2 separate regions of the Mus musculus genome follow, and region 1 is linked to region 2. The links are chromatin contacts, called in public promoter capture Hi-C maps. All regions are on one chromosome and are shown on one strand. Each heading gives the region's core, a stretch centred on a gene start, on an enhancer-like site or on the middle of the called end of the contact. The rest is flanking DNA. Distances are from core to core; before and after follow the strand shown. Region 1 overlaps Pde4d (phosphodiesterase 4D, cAMP specific). Region 2 overlaps Gm32450 (a long non-coding RNA gene).

Region 1 (5,748 bases), core at 2,869-5,368, 620 kb before region 2:
AAGGAGTTAGGTAAGAGTGGTCTTTAGAGAACTTCATAGAAAAAAAAATAAAGATTGCAGATCGGATCTCAGATGTAAATGGAATGGAAGCCATGAAATGACCGTGATGTCCTTATGAGAGGGATCCACACCGTGACACAGAGATTTCCTCTTGAATGTTGAATTCTGATTACGAAACTCCTACCATGAGCCCCTTATCATGATCAAAGAAGGATCTATTTCCTACATAAACAGGGCATCCCTGAGACAAAGGGTAGTACACATGTGCATATCTGAAAGAAGTCTAAAACAGAGAGAGTAAGCATAGAGTGGACTGCTCTCTGATGAGAGAGAATCTTCTCTGGAGATATTTTCCCAAAACAAAACCTGAAATAGGCAGCTAGAAAGTGAGTGCTACTATGGGTAGAGGGCTCTCCCCTCACCATAGAACTTTAGTAAACAAATGTGGCATCATGATTAAATGTGAATTTCAAAAGATGTTTCTAGGTAAGCTATTGAAACTAGACACCAGGTAGGACAATGTCCCTAATGTGCATAGTTGTTTTGGAAACTTTTAAAGTGATCCAGGTAAGAGATAAAGATAGCTTTATCTTTATTTAACAGTTGCTGGTGAAGGTGGGAGGGGGACTCCGAAGAACTTGGCTTCCAAAAGTGATAAGAGGCTCTAAAAGGTCTCAGAATTCTCATTTAGAAGTGAGATGCCTCCCATGGCATGGCACACTGAGATCAGGAGTGGCCACACTGAGATACAGATGCAGTGAATCTTTAGCCATGCTTAGTCAGAGGTCCATTTGGGTAAGCATAGACATTCCAAGAAGATTGAGTGATAGGTAGAGTTGTAGTTGGCAGGAAGCCGTAATTCATTAAGATGCATAGGGAATGGAATCTGGATGTAGAGATATCACCTAGAGGTAAAAGAAAAAGAAGAATCGGGAGGAAAAGGAGGGGGAGGAGAAGGAAGAAGGAAGGAGAGAAGAAAGGAAAGGTAGGAAGGAAGAAAGGAAGAGGAGAAGGAGGAGAGAAAGAAGAAGAAATAATAAAAGTGGTGTTTAGATTTTCACACTTGAAGGATATGATTGCTTGATTGATTGCAATTAGCTATTTTAAGATCACCCTCCACCATCCCTACCCCGGCCCTGCAATCTAACAACAGACCACACTTAGAATCCGTATCTCTGTTTTTGTTTTTGGGTTTTGCTTGTTTATTTTTTTTTTTCCTGTAAATAGATGTACTTTGCTATTTCTATCCATGTCTTGGTATTTTTGCTGGAAGACAGATCTCAGATGGTACCTAGGAACTCTGAGTACTCTACTTTGCCACCAGTAAGCAGTCTATTTTTTAATAAGTTTATTTTGTTTCATTTACATTAGAAAGCATGACACAACACATTTGTTTTTCTAGAAATAAAAATTAGAAAAAACAAAAACTTATAATATTTTAGATCTTACTTATCCATCAAAATATGTGCGCTGACCCTATAGGTGGAACAACAATATGAACTAACCAGTACCCCCCGGAGCTCGTGTCTCTAGCTGCATATGTATCAGAAGATGGCCTAGTCGGCCATCAGTGGAAAGAAAGGCCCATTGGTCTTGCAAACTTTATATGCCTCAGTACAGGGGAATGCCAGGGCCAAAAAGTGGGAGTGGGAGGTTAGGGGAGGGGGGGGGAGTGTATGGGGGACTTTTGGGGTAGCATTGGAAATGTAAATGAAGAAAATACTTAATTAAAATAAAATAAAATAAAATAAATATGTGTTGTATTCCCCAAAGCTTCAGTTTCCAAGACCTAACTCATCCTCTACCTCCCTCTAGCTGAGCAGTGTAATTTCCCCTCTACCTTTGACTCTCTCCTTTCAGTCATATTGTGTGGATTATAAGGACCTGAGCCTGACTTACAAATATAATTTGGGCTTTCTACTATGAATTGATTAATGTTTAATAGTTGCCTAGATTATTTTTCGATAAAATGTATTTTCTGAATAAAAGTAGATATCCAACATGCCTAAGTTCTGCTCCCAGAGAGGAACGCCTCTGTGTACATCTTGACTTGGGCATGATATGGGTAGGGTTCCCTTTCTTTGATCATACTCAGATGTTTAAAGTCCACTAGGTGGTGGCTAATGGTTATACTGCTTTCAGGAAAACTTTAGGGGCTCCATAAACTGATATAATTAGGCCTCCATGCGGTTGAAAGCATAGTTCAAAGTACAGTGTTCTGCATTTGCTGTGACACGGTCAGAACACCTCCCAGCTCCTTCCCTTAGGTCCATTCCTGCTCCCACCCTGATTGCATTCTCCCCTGCAGCGTAGTGTGCAGTTTTGCCTGTCTCTCCCCCAGTTGCCGTCCACCACAGCTTTTGCAGTTCTGGAGGTCAGTCTCAGCACTGAACTTTCCCGAGTGCAGTCACTAATGATGTCAGGGAGTCTGGGAGGACATTAAGAACTATTTATTTTATGAGCTGTTTTTCCTCCCGGCCAAATCTCTAAGGCCAGGCTCAGGAGGAGGGAATGGGGGCAATGACACAGGAACTGATGGAGGTCCCCACTGAAGGAACTATGTTCAGTGAGAAAGAGGGTACTCAGTACCCTGACCTCCCCCAGGCTTATCACTCCCAGACTAAACACCTCAGGAGCTTGAGCAATGGGCACAAGGTCTTAATATGCCCAGCATGCTCTGCCTAAGGCTGGCATTCCATTTAATGACAGAGGGGGATTTTATTTGGCAAGAATAGAGTCCCCATTCCACTCTTAACTATCCTATCACTCTGTGGCTTAGCCTTAAGATAGGGAGATAGGGAAGGTGAAGTAGAAAATGCTGGAACCATTCCTTCCTGGAAGTCACCTCCTGACAGGACCTTTGGGAAGTGCTCCTAGCCACACAGATCTGGAGTGAGATTGGAAGGGAGTGGGCAGGGGAACTTTTAACTCAAGTACCAATGGTTCCCACATCACTGGATTTACATAGTAAGTGATTCTCTCTTGCTCCTTAGCCTTAGGGTGACTTGCAGCCGTGGTGGTTTTAAACCATTAGAGTTTGCGTTTGTTTGATTTACTCTAGCTTCAGTGAAGAATGAGGCCAGAGATTCCTTTGAGCTATCATGACAAAAATTGGTCCTTTTGTGTACCTCAGCCTTGGGTAGCCCTTTTGACATGACTCTGAGCATTTTCCCAGAGGCTTCTGGGAAGTGATGCGAGCTGGCACTTGGAGAAAAGATGACTCTCTTGCTCTTGGTAACCCTTCTACCAGCATTTCCAGGAGACCAATATAGGATGCTGAAGCATGATGCATTCACATGGAGAGAAAGGTTCCAGGTTATCTTGTATGTCCCAGACCTCAGTTTGGGTATTAAGAGAAGAGTGTCAGAAGGGTCATAGAAAAGGGGTGTTTTTAGGCGGTAGTGCTGAGAACTGGATTTGCTGAGAATTATTATTAACCCTTTATATAGATGAGGACACTGACACACAGGGAGGGCGGGTGTTTTGTCTTAGGAGGAAAATGCAAGTTGCTAAAGAGCTCTTATTCTCCTGGCATCCTGCTAAAGACATTTGGCTTCAGCAATGAAAACCTAACCACGTGGTATTAAAGATATCTATTGCCTACCCCTTGAAACCTCTATGCTTCTCCTGGCTCCCATTTTCTTCATTTAATGATGTTTTTAACTTGCCTGCAAGACTGAGTATACCCTTTAGTGAAGAGAACCTTCACCTATAGTCTAGGCTTCAATCTTCTTAGATCTATTTGTGGCCATTTAGCCTCTGTCTCTCAGGGGCATTATTTCCTTTTCAGGGCTCCCCTTCTATCCGAAAAGCACCCTCCTCGAGGCCTCTCCCCTCCCTTCCTTGAAATGTCCTGAAGTCCAAGTGACTGATGACTTATGTGTGCAGTGCACAGAAGGGAGGCAGCTCACTTGGCAACTGGGCTCTTTCTTAGGTCTCTTTTAGTACATTTGTCCTTTGCTGGACATTCTGTCCTCCTCGACTCCTAGGAGCAATGTTGCAGAATTCTAAGCACAGCTGCTTCATAATAGCAAAGTACCTTAGTCATAGTCCAGTCACTGTGCAGTTAGAAGCATGCCCTGGAAGCACTTACACAGGGCCCAGGGGACTAATATGCAGGCCAAAGGAGGCCAGGATATGAATGGCAAATGAGGAAATAAAGGGAGAGCAGGTCACTTGGAGCCAAAGAATGCATTAATATGCTGACATGTCTGTGGAAGAAACCCGAAAGGCTTGTACCCAGGGGACAGCCCAAGACTGACACTCAAAGTGTCCAGAGAAATTCTACTTCCTCTCAAGGAACTTGGCTGAGCATAAGGGAAGACTAAAGAGATGTTAGCTCAACGATGCAGCATTAAGTTGTAGATGATTTGGGAGATCCATGAGTCTACAGTCTTGCTTGAACAGGTTCTGTACTTGAGCTATTTTTAGCTCTCTTTGGACAGATTTTACAACCAGACATTCTCTCTCTTTCCAGCTAGCACTATTTATCTCTCTCAGGAAATCCTACATTCAGACTCACCTACGCTCTTCTTGATCACACGATGTGCAATTACCCCTTGGCTCACTTGAGCTGAAGACACTCTGTGGCCACTTATAAAATGGCCAGTGCTCACGGGCTGCACAACTTTCATCCTCTACATCATCTTCTTCTCTCCTTCCTCCCTATCTTTTCCCTCAGTTCCCATTTTTTTTATTCCTCTTCTCTTCATCTTTCTGTAGTATCTTCTCAATAGTTGAACCTATATGTGTTTGATCCCAAATAACACAAAGATTATAGATTACATGAAATGTAAAAAGCCACGTTTGGCTGTAGTGTTATTTTTTCCATGTGACTTACTAAGATCTTAGTTATTTTTTTCAGAAATAATACCTGAAAAATTACATATTACATATTAACTACATATTGCATATTAACCCACTAAAAAGCAATATAAATTCTCCATCATTATTTTGGCAAGTTTCTCTGTCATTTCATCAAAGGTATGTAGAAATAGTTAATTTTTCCAGTTTTGATGTAGTCAATACTGCATTAGTAGATCACAATAAATAATTGAAATGGCAATTTGCCATAAATTCTACCATTTAGAAAAGAGTGTGTCAAAAGAGAATATCATATATTATTGAAAAGAATAATGAAAGATGAAATATAACATTTGAATCATTTGCTTTTCACGAAAAAAAAAAAACATTAAAAGTCACCCAGAAAGACACAGAAAAGCCCTTAGAGCACAGCCTAACCATTTATTTCAGAGCTAGGATTACCATCCTGTTTGTATTGCTTTCCAAAGAGGTCTCACTTAAGAGAGAAAGGATTCAACGGGGATCTGTGATCTTTTAATCTAGGGACAGTTTCATCTCTGAAACTGAAATGGAAACAGAAATGGACGATTTATATTCTGCTAAGTTTGGCTTCGAAAGACAACGCTCTGTTTCTTCTTACCCCTTACTACCAGTGTACGCTCTTGTTGCTTTTGATTTTCTCTCCAGCATTTGTCATCTATGCTGTCAGATAAAAAGCAAAATACAATATAAAAGGGATCATTGCTCCTGTGGTGACAAGTGTCCTCAAAGCCTCATGCCAGGCAAGTAATGGAAAGGGAAAGTGATCAGGTGGCATTGGCAAACATGGAAACCGTTTTGAAACTCTATCCAGAGTAATCCTTAGGCTTTTCAGATTACAACAGTTAATCCTTCATAATTGCTTCCACTTAAAGCAGTGGTTCTCAACCTGTGGGTCATGATCCC
Region 2 (5,339 bases), core at 1,095-3,594:
ACTAGAAGAAGAAATTGTCCATGTGATCTCAATGAGAGAAGAGGGACAGGGAAGAGATGGAACACTTCCACCATGCTTCCTCCTGGACCGGGGAAAAGAGAAGAAACCAAATACATGCACAACAGTGCCTTGACCATGACATACTTATTGATCACGTGACCGAATTAGAAGTGTTACTGAGGGATGGAGGGATGGATCAGTGGTGAAGAGCACTGGCTGCTCTTGCAGAGAACTGGGACTTGGTTCTGAGCACCCACATAGCAGCTCACAACTGTCTGAGCCTCTAGTTGCAGGAGACCTCTCCTGGCCCTTGCATGCACTGATAGGCATGCCTAACTCAAGGATATATGCATAAACATAAAATAAAATAAAGTAAAATAAAATAAACCTTTTTAGAAACAGTAAACAACTAAAAATCAAGTGTTGGTGATAGTAGCATAAGACACTGACCCCAGAGCTTGAATGCATGCCTGACAATAGGTTTACTTGATAACCATCATCTATCATAAAACCCAGAATTAAGCAGTAAGACATAAACCACCCATTATGGAAAATAAAATTAACCACTTCCTTCTTCGGCACTAGACAAATGAAAACCAATTCATATATCAAAATATGGCAACTCTGGGAGGTTGGCTACCTTTCTGAGAATCACTCCAAGGTCTTTATCACCTCCTTATATAACATCTAAAAGGGTGATCTAGATCTGTCTCATTTAGAATTTCTACTTGTCAACTGAAGTACTTAGAAATGTAACAGGACGTGACAAAGAGGAAAACTTAAGCAAAACCTTTAAACTTTATACCTGGAACTGGGGAGATGGCTTAGTGGGTAAAAGTTTTTGCCACATGATCTTCAAAGACCTGAGTTTGGATTCCCCAAACTCACGAAAAAGCAGTGCAAGGGTCTGTGATCTTCTTAGTGCTCCTCTGAGGAAGTGACAGCTAGAGACCGTCACTCTCTCTCTGAAAATTCCTGGAAACTCATGTTGTAGATAAACAACCAAGACACCTGTCCCCTGTCTCCAACAAGGGGAAGGACCAACACCTAAGGTTGTCCCCGACTTTCACACTCATGCTGAGGTATATGTGCACTGGCAGTCTCTGGCACAAGTGTATGTGTGTGCACACGTGCTGTATAAATAGCAACAACAACAATAATAATAACGAAAGACCTTAGCTATCGCTGCACTCGCCTGTCAAATGAACTCTCTGACTGGGCTGTGAAGAACCAGACTGCATTCTAATTAAGATAACCATATCAGTTACAAATTATACTATCATCCTGGTTAGCAGTTATTTGGAAGGATTTGTTCTTCCTTGGGGTTTGCACATTGCTACCTTTATTCAGCCTGCCTTATAGTTCACACGTGCTATAAGAGGACAGATGAAAACACAGCCTGCTTTTTTCATGAGGAAGGAGGGTCAGATACAGATAGCAGCAACACTGCAATGCACACAGGTACACTTTTCACCACCAGTGGGTAGACATGTGGCTTATGGAAGACCAACAGTCTAGATTTAAATCCTGGCTCTTGTAAACTACCATTTTGAACAAGTTTTAGGACCCTCTCCAAGCCTCAGTTTCCCTTTCTGGAAACCTGCATGACGAATTCTAACACCCATTCCCAAGGGTTGCTACCAAGAGTCACAAAGATATAATGAAATTAAATCCTTTAAAAAATAATAATAAGAAGAAGAAACTTAAACAAATGCTAGCTACTAGTATCATCAGAAAGCATCGTTTTTATTTTTGCTGCTAGTGTTCCACTCACTGCTACCATTACCACCCTGCTCCTATCAACAGAATTTTGCCCCATACCTTATGGAGAAAGTAGATCCCATGCTGTTTGAAGCTGTCCAGTCCAAATCAAAGAATTCATCCAGGCAGGGAGGTGAGGAGGCCCCCAGCTCCTCAGTCAGATGTCAGAAGAGAGGACTCCAGAGAAAGGAGTTGCTACAGAGGGAAGTAAGCCCAGCCTGGCCAAAGCAGATAAGTAAGTTTGTTCTAAATGGCTTCCTGGCCGAGGAGGGCCACATGCTCGCAGTCATATGGTGACCTGGAGAGTGTGTTAGAGATGCTTAACTCACTCTGAAGGAAAAGCTGCAGCATTTGCACAGTCACAAGAATCCTGTGCCTTCTTCTAATGCTATTTGGAATTGTGAAATAAATTTAGTCCTGTGCAGAAGAAGAAGAAAAAAATGTTGGATGCAATGGGAACTCTGAAAAGAGTTTTATTTAGCTCCTGAAAGATACATATTTCTTCCCCTGATCATGTGGTAACAATGTGAGCACTGAATGTGCTTGCTCACCACAGCTCCTTGTCCCTCAGGGGTGGGGAGAACAGCCTGGCTCAGGTTACTCTCAATGTCACGTTTAGCTGCTGATTAACTTCAGAATCTGTGAGCCCCGTTACTCCGGGACTCCAAGTGGACCGGTCCCTTCTTACTCCATGTCCCTAATTTTACCAAGGGACAGCATAAGACTCAAGTGACTTTCTTTTAAACACGTCTAGTTGGCAAAGGAGAGGAGCTCAAACCTCACTGATGGAGAGAAGATCCAGGGGAGGGGAGAGACACGGCAGCTTGAGCTTGAAATAACCTGCTGTGGGGAATCAAATGACGTGGGCAGCTTTTAAGATTTCAACAAGAAAGATGCCTAAGTAAAATACTTTTGGAAGTGAAGCTTTCCTGCTGTTATATATAGTGCCTGATAAATTAACTCTGTCGGATTTCTTATCTCTGCACCTCTTGCTACTAGAGGTTAAATATTGTGTGTGTGTGTGTGTGTGTGGTGTATACACACACACACACACACACACACACATATATATACACATGTTTAAAAGCAAAATCCAGCTGCAGTATTTTTACCTTAGCAAATTTTTATTTATAATCAAGACCACCCATTTTAGAAGTGAGACCTAGTCGTTTTGGCTTAGTGATTAAAACAAAGTGGAGGAGCACCCTCATAGAGCAGGGGGAGGGGGAGGGGATGGGGGTTTGTGGAGGGGAAACCGCAAAAGGGGGTAACATATGAAATGTAAATGATTCAGGGATTGTGACAGCGCATTTTGTAAGGTAGAATCTTACCTACTGCACTCCTCTTCCAAGCATAAATAGGGACTTTGGGACCCACTACCGACCTATGCTCCTGGAGGACTTTGCTCGATGACGACTGTGGTTTCCAAGGTCATCAGACTTCATAGAATTTTTCCCGAAAGGCATCTGCGGAAAAGGAACTTCGGGCTGGAATTTATTCTGTTTAGCATTTCTCCTGTTCCGTGCCAAAGGCTTTGCCAGTGGGAAAACTCGTAAAGGGCAATGTAAACACATCCGTGTTTGCCTTCTGAAACAGAAGTTAAACACTTGTGATATTGCCCATGCTAACCAATAAACCAAGCTGTTCTCACTGAAGAAAGTATCCTGAAAACCTGGGAAACAGACTGGGAGTAGGCCAGGCAACTCCAGGGTTTCTACATATAAGGGGGATGGAGAGAGAATCTATCTCCAAAAAGGAATAGGGATTTGCCATTTATTTTCTTTTTATTGTATGTATACAAAATGGTTTTTTGACTCATATATACATAGTAAAATGATTGCTACAACCAAGTAAATTGATATACCCCTCCATCTCACAACAGTGTGCCTGTGTGTGTGTGTGTGTGTGTGTGTGTGTGTGTGTGTGTGTGTATGTGTGTGTGTGTTGGTAAAAATACATAAAATCTCTCTTGGCAAATTTCTGATATAAAGTAAGGCTATTAACTCTAGTCTTTATGCTGCACACTGGCTACATTTTCTTCCTCCACAAGACTCAAAGTTGTACTCTTCGGTCCCTTGTCTTTCCATTTTCCCCATTTTCCTACTGTTTTTATATATTCAGAATTTGAGTTTCTTTGATTATTGCCTATGATGAGTGATGCTGTGGTGGCCATGAAGGCATCAGTCTCATGGGCAGCGACTGATTGCATGTATGACTTGATAGAGAGGCTGCTGGCTCATGTAGTTTGAATGGTCATTTCTTTATGAACAATCAGCCTACCCATCAATAGCATACAAGGATTCACTCTTCTCTGTATCCTTGCCCACATTTGCTACCACTTACCTGGTTTTATGTGGTAGCCATTCTAGCAACTCATATGTAGTGATCTGCAGGCCCCTGATAGTTTCTGATGTTGGCTATATTTTTTTTCTATACCTTTTCTAAGGGAATTTCCATGCAGCTGTATCTTCAAGCATTCGCTCAAACAGCATGTTGGTTGGCAACCTCTTAGATTTCATCAGGAAAGCATCAGCTCCAGCCTAGTGGAACTGAAATGGTTAAAGCTTCCAGCTCCAACCGCTCCTGCCCCCTCCACTGCAGGGAGAAAGTGCCTCACACAGGGTCAAACCTTGGGAATAGGTAAAAAGCTGATGCCTGAGAGTTCTTTGCCTTCTATAAGAGTTCCTTGTCTTCCTAAGGTATTTCATCCCTGGGAGCTTCTAAGCACACAGCTAAGCTCGGGGGTTGGGGGGGGGGGGGTCCCTGCTGCAATTCAAGTAAACCATTCTACACTCACCGCTGGTATCTTTGGGTTTTGGTTCTGTTTGTTGTTTTTTTTTTTAAACCTTGTCTCTATATCTTAAGCTGGATTCATAAAATTAAAAATGGCAAACTGCTTTTTTAAAGAGACAACACCATGAGTGTTACAAAGTCTGCCAGTTAGACAAGAGACTACAATGACGAAAGCACTGCCTGCTCATCTTCCAGGCTCGCTGAGATTGGTCCCCTGAGAACTTCTCAAGCTGCCTGCCTGCCCCATGCATAACAGTAGATGTGCCGGTTGTTCATGTAAAATTTGTATGTGACAACCCATCTGATGCAGATTCCAAAGACAGTGAATGGTGTCTTCTTTGATTTGAAATAGCTCACTGCACCAGCATCAGGTAACAGTTTAACCCTCTAACATTTCTCACTGATGCTATGAATAAAACTTCTTCCTGGCGATTTTCATTCTCCCATGTGAGTATCAGCATCAGCTTCCTGGCCACGTGAATCTTTATTGTGTCATACCATGGACTGGGGGGGGGGGGGTCTCCATGTATTAATTTTTTATTTTTTGCATCTAGGCACCCTGCTCTGTTCTCTTGCTATAGCTCTAGCAGTGAGCTAATTCTCTGCAATCTTCTAAGCACAGTGATATTATTTCCATACATGTCTATTTTTTACCACTATTTGTTCTCTTATCCACAAGAAAATTGGCCAGAATCTTAAATCAGTGTTAAACAATGTACGCGCTGTGTTTTTCCTCATTAGCTGTGAACGCTTCCGTTATTTGTCCCATCAGCGGGAGCTTCTTT

What was found. Promoter capture Hi-C pulls out the DNA fragments that hold promoters and counts their contacts.
Region 1: a contact with region 2 is called in a promoter capture Hi-C map of second pharyngeal arch cranial neural crest. The contact joins two enhancer-like sites. A contact is called at or near these places in 1 of 39 promoter capture datasets (second pharyngeal arch cranial neural crest) and 1 of 484 Hi-C or Micro-C datasets (bone marrow-derived macrophages).

What each region holds. Positions count from the first base shown.
Region 1 is chr13:109,065,106-109,070,853 of GRCm38.p6, reverse strand. All of the region lies in intron 3 of Pde4d (phosphodiesterase 4D, cAMP specific), which reads right to left. Among named protein-coding and RNA genes, the nearest start is that of Mir582, 260 kb to the left of the region's middle. Within about 2 kb of position 4,118, at least 24 of the 459 cell types and tissues checked have an H3K27ac peak or open chromatin away from gene starts, as enhancers often do. A contact at or near this core is called in second pharyngeal arch cranial neural crest, where this site is marked.
Region 2 is chr13:108,446,551-108,451,889 of GRCm38.p6, reverse strand. Gm32450 (a long non-coding RNA gene) reads right to left here. Exons shown (of 6, transcript XR_873945.1): 6 at 2,993-3,227. Among named protein-coding and RNA genes, the nearest start is that of Gm32450, 12 kb to the right of the region's middle. Within about 2 kb of position 2,344, at least 47 of the 459 cell types and tissues checked have an H3K27ac peak or open chromatin away from gene starts, as enhancers often do. A contact at or near this core is called in second pharyngeal arch cranial neural crest, where this site is marked.